Regions from separate parts of the Mus musculus genome. Here regions 1 and 3 are each linked to region 2. A link is a contact called in public HiChIP or PLAC-seq data. All regions are on one chromosome and are shown on one strand. The core of a region is the stretch at or near the end of the contact, and the rest is flanking DNA. Distances in the headings are between cores, read along the strand shown. Region 1 overlaps Homer2 (homer scaffolding protein 2). Region 2 has its middle 24 kb from the start of Gm44968. Region 3 overlaps Wdr73 (WD repeat domain 73).

Region 1 (4,371 bases), core at 1,173-3,672, 420 kb after region 2:
CCTCCTGCTCCTCTGGACTGAATTTGGTATTTGAAAAACCAGACAAATCACAGTTGCGCAGGGCACTGCTCATCTTTCAGTTGGTTTTTTGCTCCCATTCTGTATTACAATTTCAGTATTACAGGGTGCCGGGAAGCTACATCAGGTTTGGATTAGCTCGTAGCTTGCTTTTGCCAAGGGCTTTGAGAAGCTTTCAAAAAGTGGCACTTGTCACAAACGAGTTCTCCCAAAGTTCCTGATTCGATGGTGTTTTAGTACTGCAAACTTCTAGAACCTTCCCTCGCTCACGTCCCTTACCTGCCCTTCAGCCAAGCCCTCAAGTAACCCATCCTCTGACCTGGAATTCAGGACTGTGGAGGACACAGTGTACCCCCTGTAGTCTGAACTCCCAGTGGTTTCCAAAGCACTGAGGCTTGATATATAAGTTGAGGGTCAGCCCTGCTGCCTGATCCTGACTCCTGGAGAACTGGCTGCTGCCCCTGGGCAGCTCCCTGCTCCACTGCAGGTCTGAACCCAGTCCCCACACTGCTTGCCTCTGTCCCACATAGTCTTGCTCTGAAGCTTAAGTGACTGGAATTGCTTAGTTGGTAGAGTGCTTGCCTAACACACATGAAGCCCTGAATTTAATTCCTAGCCTGGCATACTGCCAGGCTTACTGGTGCATACCTATAATTGTAGCACTGTAAGGGTCCAGAGTTCTACACCATCCCTGGCTATGTCATAAGCCCTAGGCAAGCCTAGGACAGGCAAGACTCAGTTCAAAGATAAGTGAATAGACTAGTGGGGCCCTGCTTTCTACCCAGCTGGTTGGACTGGGGATATGGAGTCTGGTCCTGGGGTGACCATGCACACTGGTGGCATCCTCTGAACTCTGCCAGAGCAGATTGCGTACATAGGATCTGTCCAGATCATACAGGTAACCTCCTATAAGCCCCTTTGCCTTTTAATAGTCACAGGTAGAAGACAGATTGCCAGGCAGTCCACGGAGGCCCTTCTGAAGTGGGCTGATGACCCAGAGAGCAGCGGCTGAGACCACCCTAACAAGCTCTAACATCTGAGCCCCTACGGATGCTCAGGGAGGAAGAGCATCTGTTGATGCAGATGACCTGGATTGCGCGGCTCACAACCTGCTGTCAGTCTAGCTCCAGGGGATCTGACACCCTCTTCTGGCTTCCGTGGCCACTTGTATGCACATGATGCACATAAATTCACACAGGCACACATACAAACATACACATTAAGTTTTAACATCAGGCCAGGTTAGATGGCTCAGTGGATAAAGACACATGCCACCAAGCTTGTCAACCTGAGCTCATCCCTGGAGCCACATGTGTGAGACCAAAGCAGGAAAAATATACTGCAGGTTAGGGGTTCTGTTTGCAGTTCAGACACTGAAAAGGAAGTTTCCGTGTGTCCTGTGCAGGTTAAAGTTTCTGTTTGTAGTTCAAAGAATAAGTGCCTGTGTTAAGTTTCCTATTTCCAAATTAAGGTTCCTATTTGTCATTAAGTTCCTGTTTCTTAAATCTGATGTAAACTGCATGGCTTTCAAGCTACACTAAACTCTCACCCCCATTTCCATTATATTCCATTATGTTACATATTATCTGCCTTATTCTTTCCCTCTCGTGGTATCTTTCCAATGATGTGTAACAGCCAACTCTTGCCCCTGTGAACACCTTCTCTTTCCTATAAAAAGGACCTCAAGAGGAGGGCAGGGGCTGCTCTCTCAAACCCTGACTTAGAGTGAGACATAGGGCTGACCAGTCTCACACGCACCCCCAATACATCTGGCTTTAACTGGATAGTCATGGATTTGTTCTTTTCTCCTCACTCTCGGATTTAACATGGTGGTAGGAAAGGAGTAACTGCTGCAAGCTGTCCTCTGGCCTCCACACAGGCTGTGATATGTGAGGTCCACCTTACAAAAACATAGAGGATTAATACTAAAAGAATACTAACACAACCCACAAAAGTGAGAGGACGGAGGTCAAGACCAGCCTGGGATACTCAAAACTGTCTAAACAAAACAAACTCCTATTATATACGGTAAGAGTTATTCAGAGGGTAAGAAGCCCACGGGAGTGGTTGGATTTCACGGGACTTTAGCCTGTGGGATTGAACAGAGAGCATTCCAAGATTCAGGAGCCGCATGAATAAAGGACACAGAGAAAATGCAGCATCCAGGCCTTCCAGCATGAGCTTATGGGGTAGAAGAACTGGGTTTGGAAGCTGATTTACTCAGGGTTTTGTAAACTGGCAGCTTTGTGTAAGAGCAGCCAGGAAATGGAGATTATGGAGAGAGGGGACCATCAAGCAGGCAGAGACCACAGCAGCCCTGGGAGAGAGGAGATATGCTAAGCACAGGCCAGCATCTCATGTGAAGCCCTAGGAAGGGCACAGCTTTGGAATGTAGGTGGGGCAGTGTGAACACCCTCAAGGCAGTATGCAAAGTTCAGAAGTTCTTTGAAAATGGCTTGGGTACACCTCCAGGCTGCCAGGAAGGAAAGACCTTAGGGCAAAGATCTTGGCCCGAGAAGCAGAAACCCAATAAACAACACAAACCAGGAGAAGTAAAGGAATAGTCAGAGGTCAGATAAGACCAGGAAGGAGAAACTTGAGAAACGGTGTGATCAGCTGATCTAAAGGCCTGCTGCATACCTGTGCATCACCCATGCTCCCTCACTCCTGAAGCCCTTCCCAGACCATCAAAGACACACCTTGAGAGAAAGACCAAACCTAGAATTTCATGAGCCTGGTACAACAGGGCTTAAAATAGAAAATGAAGGCACAACAGGTCATATGTCTTCCATTTCTGAGCGAGGGCTGGGAGCCACACCTCCCACACATTTGGGGAAAGGTGCTTCTGTGCCTGGTGCAGACTCCGCTGCGTGCAGAGCCCGTTGAAATTCTTCTGGAAAGGTCTGCTCTAGTAGGCTGTATCACTGAGGTTGGCTTTTTTTTTCTCCTGTATCCAGGCAACAGGCATCCATTCTCACTGCCTCTCTCAGAAAGCTAGTCCCTCCACAAGAAAACTCCATCATATGCAGGGCAAGGAGTCATAGTGTGGCAGAAACGCAGCAAGCTGTGGGGTAGCCCTCCATTCTGTAAGCATCCCTGTGTAAGCGGCTGCCCCTAAACAGAAAGTGAGATGTTTACAAGTTCAAAAGAAGCCCCACTCTGCTCCCAAAGCAAGGGGGCCTCTGCCCAGACTGCCCTCTGGGTAGCTCCGGAAGGACATCTAGAGGGCATCATGTATTTCCAAAACATCTTGAGGCACAAAGGACTTCCCAAAGGCTCCTGTTAGCTTAAAAGCACAGAGATTACACTGAGCCGGAGATCGTATTTCTACATAAACAACTCTATTACAACAAAGCCAGGTAAACCCAACGGACACAGGTCTTTAGGAAAACAATTTTCCCTTACATATAAAAGGGTCATTTTCTATGGCAACAGATACAGAAGAAGGCGTTAGACACATAGGAGAAGGGCTGACAGACAGTGATCATGGGAACACGCCTTTCTTAGTCTTTAATGAATTAAGAAAATAAAATTTAAAGTCCATAATAGTATATTTAGTAAAGTCAAATTAATATACATAGATCAAATATTGTTGCTTTCAAAGAATATACCTTCTACAACTTCCTGGGTATCTTATTAAAACTAAAAATTTATTAGGTCTCAACAAAATGTTAATGAACTCCGAAATGCACAAGTTGTACAAGCCATACCCTCCTTGACAACAGGCGATAAAGCAGAGTCTGTAACAAAGTTAAAAACAACAGCAACAAAGACAAACGATCAGGAAGTCTAAAAGTATAATTTCAACTCTCTCCTCAGTAAAAGATAAACTCCAGTTTGAAGGGATGAGTTATTTATGACAATCACATCATATATAAACATTTATGGGATACAGATATACTCAGAGGAAAGGTCACAGGCCTACAGCAAGAGCTACCCTGTCTCTGTGCAAGAAGTCAGCATGGCCTGTAACATGGAAAGCTGGAGAAATGCCAAGGGAAAAACAACAATCATAAAATGATAAATCTGGAAATAGACATAGAAATCCCAAAGCTGGTTTTTTGAAAAGACGAATAAAAATGGACTAATTATTGAAAAAATAATCAGAATAAAAATGGGAAGCAGAGACATACAACACTAAGGGGAAATAATACAATCCTACGTCAACATACCCCAAAAACCTGGACGACATCATCATTTAGTAAAAGTTAAATTGTCAAAAGTCTTACAGAATGAGAGGAAACTTTGAAGAGACCAATGAATATGGAAAACTTTTTAAAATTATCGAAGGATTATTTCTTTAAAAGGCACTAGACTTGGGACAGTTTTATACAGGTTATAAAAACTTCAGAG
Region 2 (4,057 bases), core at 1,346-3,845:
GGAGCCTCTGAGCTGGACATGGTGACTCATGCCTTTAATCCCAGCACTCGGGAGGCAGAGGCAGGAGGATTTCTGAGTTTGGAGCCAGCCTGGTCTACAAAGTGAGTTCCAGGACAGCCAGGGCTATACAAAGAAACCCTGTCTCGAAACAAACAAACAAACCAAAAAAGGAGCCTCTGGTCTCTGTGGAACTTAGCCGATTGACAGCCTCAGCCCCCAGAACCCTGAGGATACACCTCTGTTGTTGTAACAATGTTATGGCACTGGACTAAGGCAGCCCTAGGAGACTGATACAGGCGTCCTGCCCGAGATCCTGGACAAACACACCAGTGTGTGTGGGTCTCTCCAGCCACCATGACCAGCAGAGTAATGATCAGCCAGAGGCGAGAAGGCAGTTCAGTTTAATACAACTAAGTAGCCGGCGTTGGTTCAAACTTGGTCTGACCTGGAGCTGTTTATTTCATGCATATTTAAGCACGGCACAGTTTGGTGAAAGAGTGAGTGTGTTAATTAACCCATGCCCATGTCACAACAAAACTTAAGGTGTGACTATCTCAAAACTCTTTTTGAAGCACACGTGACTCCTTCCATAATGATGGGTTCTATAGATTGACTACATGTGACTCCTTCCATAGAGATGGGTTCCATAGATTGACACACTCAGGATAAGAGTCTGGGAGAGCATCTGATATAGTCTCAGCCATACAGATAGTACAAAGGTCACCAGGCTATTAACCTTGTGTTGTTTAAAATTCCTGGTTACCCTAGTTCAATGGCTCTCAGCCTTCCTATTGCTGCATCCCTTTAATATAGAACCTCATGTCATGGTGATCCCCAACCATAAAATTATTTCATTGCTACTTTATAACTAGTCTTGCTACTGATATGAATCATAATGTAAATATCTGTGTTTTCCAATGGTCTTAGGTGACTCCTGTGAAAAGGCCATTTAACCCTTAAAGGGGTCTCAATCCATTTGATCTAGTGCTGTGAGTACAAGAACCTCTGTGCCTCCCATACATCAGGAAAAGGTTAGTGAAATCCAAGTCAAATATGGAGTTCAGCTCCTACATAACGTATTTCTAATGCTTCATTGGCAAGCTTGGGAAGCTATAACAAAACGAACGCAAACTGTATAGCTTACAAAGCACAGAAAATTTCTTCTCATCATTGTCAAGCCTTTAAATTCCAAGATCAGATCTAGCATCTGGTGATGGTGAGGTTTTCAAACATAGCCATCCTGCTGTGTCCTCGAAGGGTGGGGAAAGCCTGTGATCTAACTCACCCAGGCCTCTTATGAGGATACTAAGCTATTCACGGAGGGTCTGCTTTCATTATATAACCTCTGCCCAGAGGCCCTACTCCCTGATACGACCACCTGGAGCATGAAATTCAGTCTAGCACACAGTGAAGCCTGGCATTAACAATGTGGGGGCTGGGGCCCATGGGAACTCTGGATTGTTTGAACAACCCCTTTTTGTAAATCTAAACTTGTAAAATGTAAAAGCTTACTTTATTGAATCTTTTTATTTTTTTATTTTGTTGTGTGGATACACACCCGCCATGTCAGGGGCATGCAGGTCAGAGGACATCTTGCAGGGGCTGGTTCTCTCCTTCTACCACGTGAGTCTCAGGGATCAAACTCCCTTCGCCAGGTGTGTTGGCAGGCACCTTCATGGGCTGAGCATCTTGCTGGCATCTATGTTCTTTTTTTTTTTTTTTAAGATTTATTTATGTATTTTATGTATATGATGAGTACACTGACACTGTCTTCAGACACACCAGAAGAGGGCATCAGCTTCTGTTACAGATAGTTGTGGGAATTGAACTCAGGACCTCTGGAAGAGAAGTCCGTGCTCTTAACCGCTGAACCATCATCTCTTTAACCCTATTTAATGTTCTTGAGAGAATCACACTGTGCGTGTGTTCAGACTGGCTTCAAACTCAACTCTTTTGTCTTGGCTTCCTGAGTGCTGGGATTGCAGCTGTGTGCCACCACACCAAGCTCCTAAAAGTCTATTTTGAAATTGTCATGGAAGAGAATCATGTGTGGACAACTTATAATTTAGCCTGGAGTCTCTCCGACCTTGACAATGATGCTCCAGGTCCGCACTGGTGTCTTTCTGTCTTCTTCCTATGGCTCCATTCTCACCGATGCTTCTCCTCACTAACTCCAGCTCATGCCTTCGGATGAATGGGAATGAGACCTGACCTCTTTCCAACCATGTGGTAAGCATCATCGGCACGAGTTACCATGACTCACAGCTAGTGAGACCCAAGTTTTTAGATGGGACCTTAAGCATCATTTTGAGGGTGACCACACCCCCGACTCCCAGTACTTCTGAGAACTTTACACCCATGACATGGCGGGTGTCTGTCACCATATTTTGTTTGGGGTTTTGCTTTGTATTTTAACTGTAAGATTCCTCTCATAAGAGTGATTCACTGATCAAACAGGACCAGTGCCTGACCTGGGAAGAGCCAAGTCCATATTTTTGCCAATGGCCTTTCAGATTCATGAAAAAGAATATGAATTATAAAACCCAGAGACTGAGAGCTCAGAGCTGAGTCACCAGCACGGGGCTGTCTGTGAGCTGAGCTCACCCCTGCCCTCCCTGCAGCTTGCTTGTTCAGCTTTGCTTTGAGGCTGACGAGAGCTGAATTGTTGACTGAGTTTTGGTTTTGAGACAGGGTCTCCCAGTATGTACAGACTGGAAGGCTGAATTCTTTCCAGAAGTTTCCTTTAACCCCAGCAAATGGAAGAAAACTTCTCTCTTTGTAATGAGAGGACACTGTTAAAGGGCTCACTTAGGCAGCCTTCTCTGGCAGTGCTGGACTCACATGGCTATTTATTCTTTGCTTAAATCCCACCAAAGACAAGACCCTCTCAGTGAGAGCCATTCTGCACTGGAGAATTCTGCATCTTAGACCTTCTTGGGTTTGGTTTTACATCACAAAGAGTTCTGATCTGGTTTGATCTGGTTTGCTCTTCTAGCTTGTTCAAGCTCCCCTCCTGGCTGTAACTTTGATGTTCTTTTTCTCTAGTTACCAAAGTAATGTTTTGTTGATTGATTTTATTTATTCATTAAAGGTTTATTTATTTATTTATTTATTTATTTATTTAATGTACATGAGTACACTGTCCCTTTCTTCAGACACACCAGAAGAGGGCATCAGATCCTATTACAATTGGTTGTGAGCCACCGTGTGGTTGCTGGGAATTGAACTCAGGACCTCTGAAAGAACAGTCAGTGCTCTTATCCACTGAGCCATCTCTCCAGCCCTTTTTTGTTAATTTTAAAAAGCCAAATCTTATAGATACCCCTGTTTTATTTGTTTGTTTGTTTGTTTATCTATCTTTTGAAACAGGGTCTCATTCTGACCAGGTACTTATTAGGTAGAACAAGCTGTCCTCAAAGTCAGGGATATCCTCCTGTCTCAGCCTGCCCAGTATTTGGATTGCAGCCCTCTACCATCATACCTGCCTCTTATAGATGTAAGAATATTCTAGTTTCATGATAATTCTTTGACAATTTTTGTACAATTTTTTAAATTTTAAATTAAAAATTACTTTGATCTGTTTATCTACATGAGGGTGAGTGTATGGGCATATGTGGAGGTCAGAGGGCAACTTGCAGAAGACAGTTCTCTTCTTCCACCATGGGATCAAACTTAAGTCTTCAGGCTTGGCAGCAAGCAAAGTTTAGCCATCTTGTCAATGAGTCCTCATCAACTGTTTAAAGATGGTGGCCATCTAGGGTCCCCCTCTTGGAGGCCAAGACCTTTAGTTCTTTCAATTGTTCATCAAGTAACTCACAGCAAAGTTGCAGAAATCCCCCAGACCTGATTTTAACTATTCTGTATCCCAACACAGGCAGCTTGTGAGTCACAGGCAAGTCTGCAATGAAGCCAGAGCATAGTGTGGTAAAGATGACCTCATGGGTGTAACCAAGATGATGTAATGGGGCTAAAAACTGGATATGGCCTTAGCAGGGTTCTCAGAAGAGCAGAGTTCTTAGGAAAAAGACTGAGGAGAGACCACTGATCGCTGCTGAAG
Region 3 (3,925 bases), core at 592-3,091, 290 kb before region 2:
ACACACTTTCTAAAGAGCTGGGGAGATGGCTCAGAGGGAGGAGAGCTTCTGGCAAACATGTGGCCCTGAGTTTGCCCCCCAGGCACAGTGTGTGCATCTGTAATCCTTGCACCTTTGGCTTGGTGGGAGCAGATGGGAGAATCCCAGAAGCTCAAGGGCCAGGCGGCCTGAGTATACAGCAGTGAACCAGAAGAGAGCCTGCCTCAAACACAGTGGAAGACGGGGACCAGTACCCAAGGTGCCCTGTGCCCTCTGATCTCCACAGGCATGCTTCAGCCTGTGCACATATAAAACACACACACACATCATATAAATAAATGATAAATAATTGGGTTACAAAATGTCTTCATGCTACTTTGTATTTTGAGACAGGAACTTTACTCTGTAGCCCTGACTGGCCCAGCACTCAGTGTGTAGACCACACAGAGGTGTCCACCTGCTGGGATGGAGGGCTAGGCCACCAGGCCTGGCCTCTGAGAGCACTTTAGAAAGCTTCACACCTAACCTGCACACTCCTGGGACATGGTGCTCTACACATTGCTTAGCAGGGGCCGACAGCAGCACTGTCTATAGAGCATCTGGCTTCCTCGGAGACCTGGCTCTATTCAGTTTTCTCTTTCCAGTCCAGTACTTTCAATGGATGGCTATTTGCAGCCTTCGAGACTTCAGAACACCTGTCATTGGAGATCATTTTTTAAAAAAGATTTATTTATTTATTGTATGTATATAAGTACACTGTAGCTGTCTTCAGACACTCCAGAAGAGGGCGCCAGATCTCATTACGGATGGTTGTGAGCCACTATGTGGTTGCTGGGATTTGAACTCAGGACCTTCGGAAGAGCAGTCAGTGCTCTTAACCGCTGAGCCATCTCTCCAGCCCCGGAGATCATTTTTAAAAGGAATATTCCAGAAATTAAGTTAGAATTTTTGTTTCTTCCAAGGGCAGAAAACAAAAGTGGCATAGATTTATTTTAGAATGCCTTTTAAAGATTTTTAAAAAATTATTTATGTGTATGTGTGCACACAGGTGCCTGCAGAGGGCAGAAGAGGGCGGTGGATCCCTCTGGAGTGAGGTACAGACAGGTGTGGGTGCCGGGTCCTCTCCAAGAGCACCAGGAGCTCTTAGCCTCTGAGTCACCTTTCCAGCTCCAAGCCTAAGATTCCTCATCTATTAGACAATCATTCCCATCCCCCCTCTTGTAGCCCTGACCTCAGTGTCCTTGCTGAGTCCCTGGGACTTTGCCTGCTGTAGGTACAGTCCGGTCCAGGCAGGCACCCGCACAATCTGTCCTCTGGGTTGGTTCGTTTCCTGCCATCCATTTTGTCCAAGGACAGCCATGTGTCTGACCAGCTGTGTTCGGCTCTGTGTGTTAAGTGCATCTGTGTCTGCGTGCTCACTCTTCCTGCTGCCTAGCACAATCTAGGACCACCCTCCATGCCCCTGCATGCCTCACTGACAGACCCCAAGCCCGCTTTCTCAGTTGTATTCCCATTTACTCCTAGGGTAGGGGCTCTGTCCTTAACAATGATGTCCCTTCTGCCCGAACACAGGATACAACTCAACTGTCACCTTCCCTGTGCGAGCCTACTCTCTCCAGGCCCGTGTGTGACTGGGCCCATGCTGCAGGCCATGCGCCCCTTCTCTAATGGAGGCCCTATGGATACAGTTCAGCATCTCGTTATAACACCTAGGCTGGTGCGGCATGGCATTCAGGAATGGCTAAGTGAGACAGATGGAGCCTACAGCATCACTGTTTCCACAGCTGCCTCCAAACCCAGCCCCTCTCCCTCTCTCTGGGACAGAGCCTAACAGTCTCCCTCCCACCAGCCGCTGTAAGCATGCCTAGCCCCGCCCCTTTCCCTAGCCTGGGGGTGGGAGGGAGGAGTGAGGGAGGGAACAATGCACTGAATTCTAGCTTGTTTTTGCCTGTGCTCTCCTGACTCCCAGCACACAGACCTGGCTAGGCTAGGTCACAAGATGTAGAACTAAAAAAGAAAACGAAACAGAGCCAGCTACAGACAGTGTCCTAACTCCACTGTCCAGGGACTTGAAGGGAAGGCTCTCACAGTCTTTAAGGCCCACATAGTCCTGGTGTTCTCCTTCAGCTAATGCTTTCCCCACCACCACCATCGGTGGCTTTTCCTCACATAGCTCATCTGAAGGGAAGTCTGTGTCGCCTCTGTGAATCTCTGAGCCCATCCCGATCTCCTGTCACTCTACTTTCTGTAGCAGTTGGCCCTCTTTTCTCTGGGCCTAGGAACTGGGCTCTGGTCAGACAAGACACCTGCAGTTCTTACCTGGAGGCCTCTGGCCCCGACTTCCTGCAGCTGTGAACCTACCTTAGCAAGCTTCCCTTCCTTCACTTCCTCTGCAGCCCCAAACTGCAGCTCAGTCACCCCGTGGGTGTGCGGGTGTGCGTCTGCACTTCCTGGTCGGGCCCTGGCTGATACAGTTCAGCAAAGCACCTTCTACATTCACAACCGACTTCTAAATTACTCAGCTTTCCCAGTGAAATACTAGCGTGCAGCTGGGCTGCTGTAACCCGGATATCTGCTTTGTAATATCTGCCAGCTTCTGAGATGTAAATCCTCCCACCAAGGCCAACTTCAAGCTATCAGTGTGTCACCACTGAACAGAGTAGAGGGAGCCGCGGGGTGAGCTTCGGGGCGGGGGGGCGAGGATGACAGAGGATGCTTCCCAAACTCTGAACGTGATCCTGTTGTGAAGCACCCGGGAGGCAGAAGCAGGCGGATTTCTGAGTTCGAGGCCAGCCTGGTCTACAGAGTGAGTTCCAGGACAGCCAGGGCTACACAGAGAAACCCTGTCTTGAAAAACCAAAAAGGAAAAAAAAAAAAAAAAAAGTGAACAATGGGGGCTGGAGAGATGTCTCAGAGGTTAAGAACACCGACTGCTCTTCCAGAGGTCGTGAGTTCAAATCCTAGCAACCACATGGTGGCTCACAACCATCCGTAATGAGATCTGACTCCCTCTTCTGGTGTGTCTGAAGACAGCTACAGTGTACTTAACTTATAATAATAATAAATCTTTGGGCCAGAGTGAGCGGGGCTGACTGGAGCGAACAGAGGTCCTAAATTCAATTCCCAGCAACCACACGATGGCACACAACCATCTGTACAGCTACAGTGTACTCATACACACAAAATAAATACATCTTAAAAAAATTTATTATAAAAAAAGCTGTTAGACTTTTCTTATCCCCCCATTATTTTTAAGTGCTGTGGACAGAAGTGTGTACCCCTTGCAAATTCATACACTGAAGTCCCTACCCCGAGAGACTAGATTTGGAGAGGGGTCTAGGAACTAAGGCTAAACAAGGTCATAAGGAAGGGACCCTTATCCACCAGAGTGGAAGACAGAGCTTACTCCAGTCAGCATGCAGAGGTCACGTGTGCACGAGGAAAGCAAGGTGCATCCTTTAGCAAAGCAGAGGCCTCGGGATGACTCCACCTTCCCAGCACTTCTTGGTGCCTATACTCATGAGTGTGCACACCCAAGCACGTGCACCCTCGTGCAAGTAATGAACACGAACACACACACACACACACACACACACACACACACACACACACACACACACAAAATAGGAAGAAGTAAAAGAAAGCAGTTGGGGCATAACTCAGAACAGTAGGCTCAGTCCAGTCCAGTCTTGTGTACAAAAACTAAGTAAATTGCTAATTGCTTCTTACTTGTATTCTTTTTGATGTTTATTGGCCCTGAGACATCGATTCCTTCTGTGAGAAAGTTCACACCCACATTCACACTCCAGCTCTCCTGATTCTCACCATGATGCTGTGAAGACAGGAACACAGCCTGCTGCTATACACCTGGAGACGCAGGGCTCCTAGAGGCAATGGTCGCTTCCAGCCATGTTATGCCGTGCGCCCTACCAACTGTTCTCAGGTA

The links. HiChIP or PLAC-seq counts read pairs in DNA pulled down with a chosen protein or histone mark.
Region 1: a contact with region 2 is called in an H3K27ac HiChIP or PLAC-seq map of embryonic stem cells, with 3 times the contacts expected there. The contact joins two enhancer-like sites. A contact is called at or near these places in 1 of 484 Hi-C or Micro-C datasets (the CH12 cell line) and 2 of 115 datasets of contacts at active chromatin or transcription factors (both in embryonic stem cells).
Region 3: an Esrrb HiChIP or PLAC-seq map of embryonic stem cells shows a contact between it and region 2, with 6 times the contacts expected there. The contact joins two enhancer-like sites. A contact is called at or near these places in 3 of 115 datasets of contacts at active chromatin or transcription factors (embryonic stem cells and pancreatic cancer cells) and 1 of 9 other capture datasets (embryonic stem cells).

What each region holds. Positions count from the first base shown.
Region 1 is chr7:81,597,144-81,601,514 of GRCm38.p6, forward strand. Homer2 (homer scaffolding protein 2) reads right to left here. Exons shown (of 9, transcript NM_001164086.1): 9 at 3,338-4,371. Among named protein-coding and RNA genes, the nearest start is that of Gm44570, 11 kb to the right of the region's middle. Within about 2 kb of position 2,423, at least 28 of the 459 cell types and tissues checked have an H3K27ac peak or open chromatin away from gene starts, as enhancers often do. A contact at or near this core is called in embryonic stem cells, where this site is marked.
Region 2 is chr7:81,180,421-81,184,477 of GRCm38.p6, forward strand. No RefSeq gene overlaps it. Among named protein-coding and RNA genes, the nearest start is that of Gm44968, 24 kb to the right of the region's middle. Within about 2 kb of position 2,596, at least 58 of the 459 cell types and tissues checked have an H3K27ac peak or open chromatin away from gene starts, as enhancers often do. A contact at or near this core is called in embryonic stem cells, where this site is marked.
Region 3 is chr7:80,887,555-80,891,479 of GRCm38.p6, forward strand. It overlaps Wdr73 (WD repeat domain 73), which reads right to left. Exons shown (of 8, transcript NM_028026.2): 8 at 3,169-3,925. Among named protein-coding and RNA genes, the nearest start is that of Gm32112, 3.9 kb to the right of the region's middle. Within about 2 kb of position 1,842, at least 248 of the 459 cell types and tissues checked have an H3K27ac peak or open chromatin away from gene starts, as enhancers often do. A contact at or near this core is called in embryonic stem cells, where this site is marked.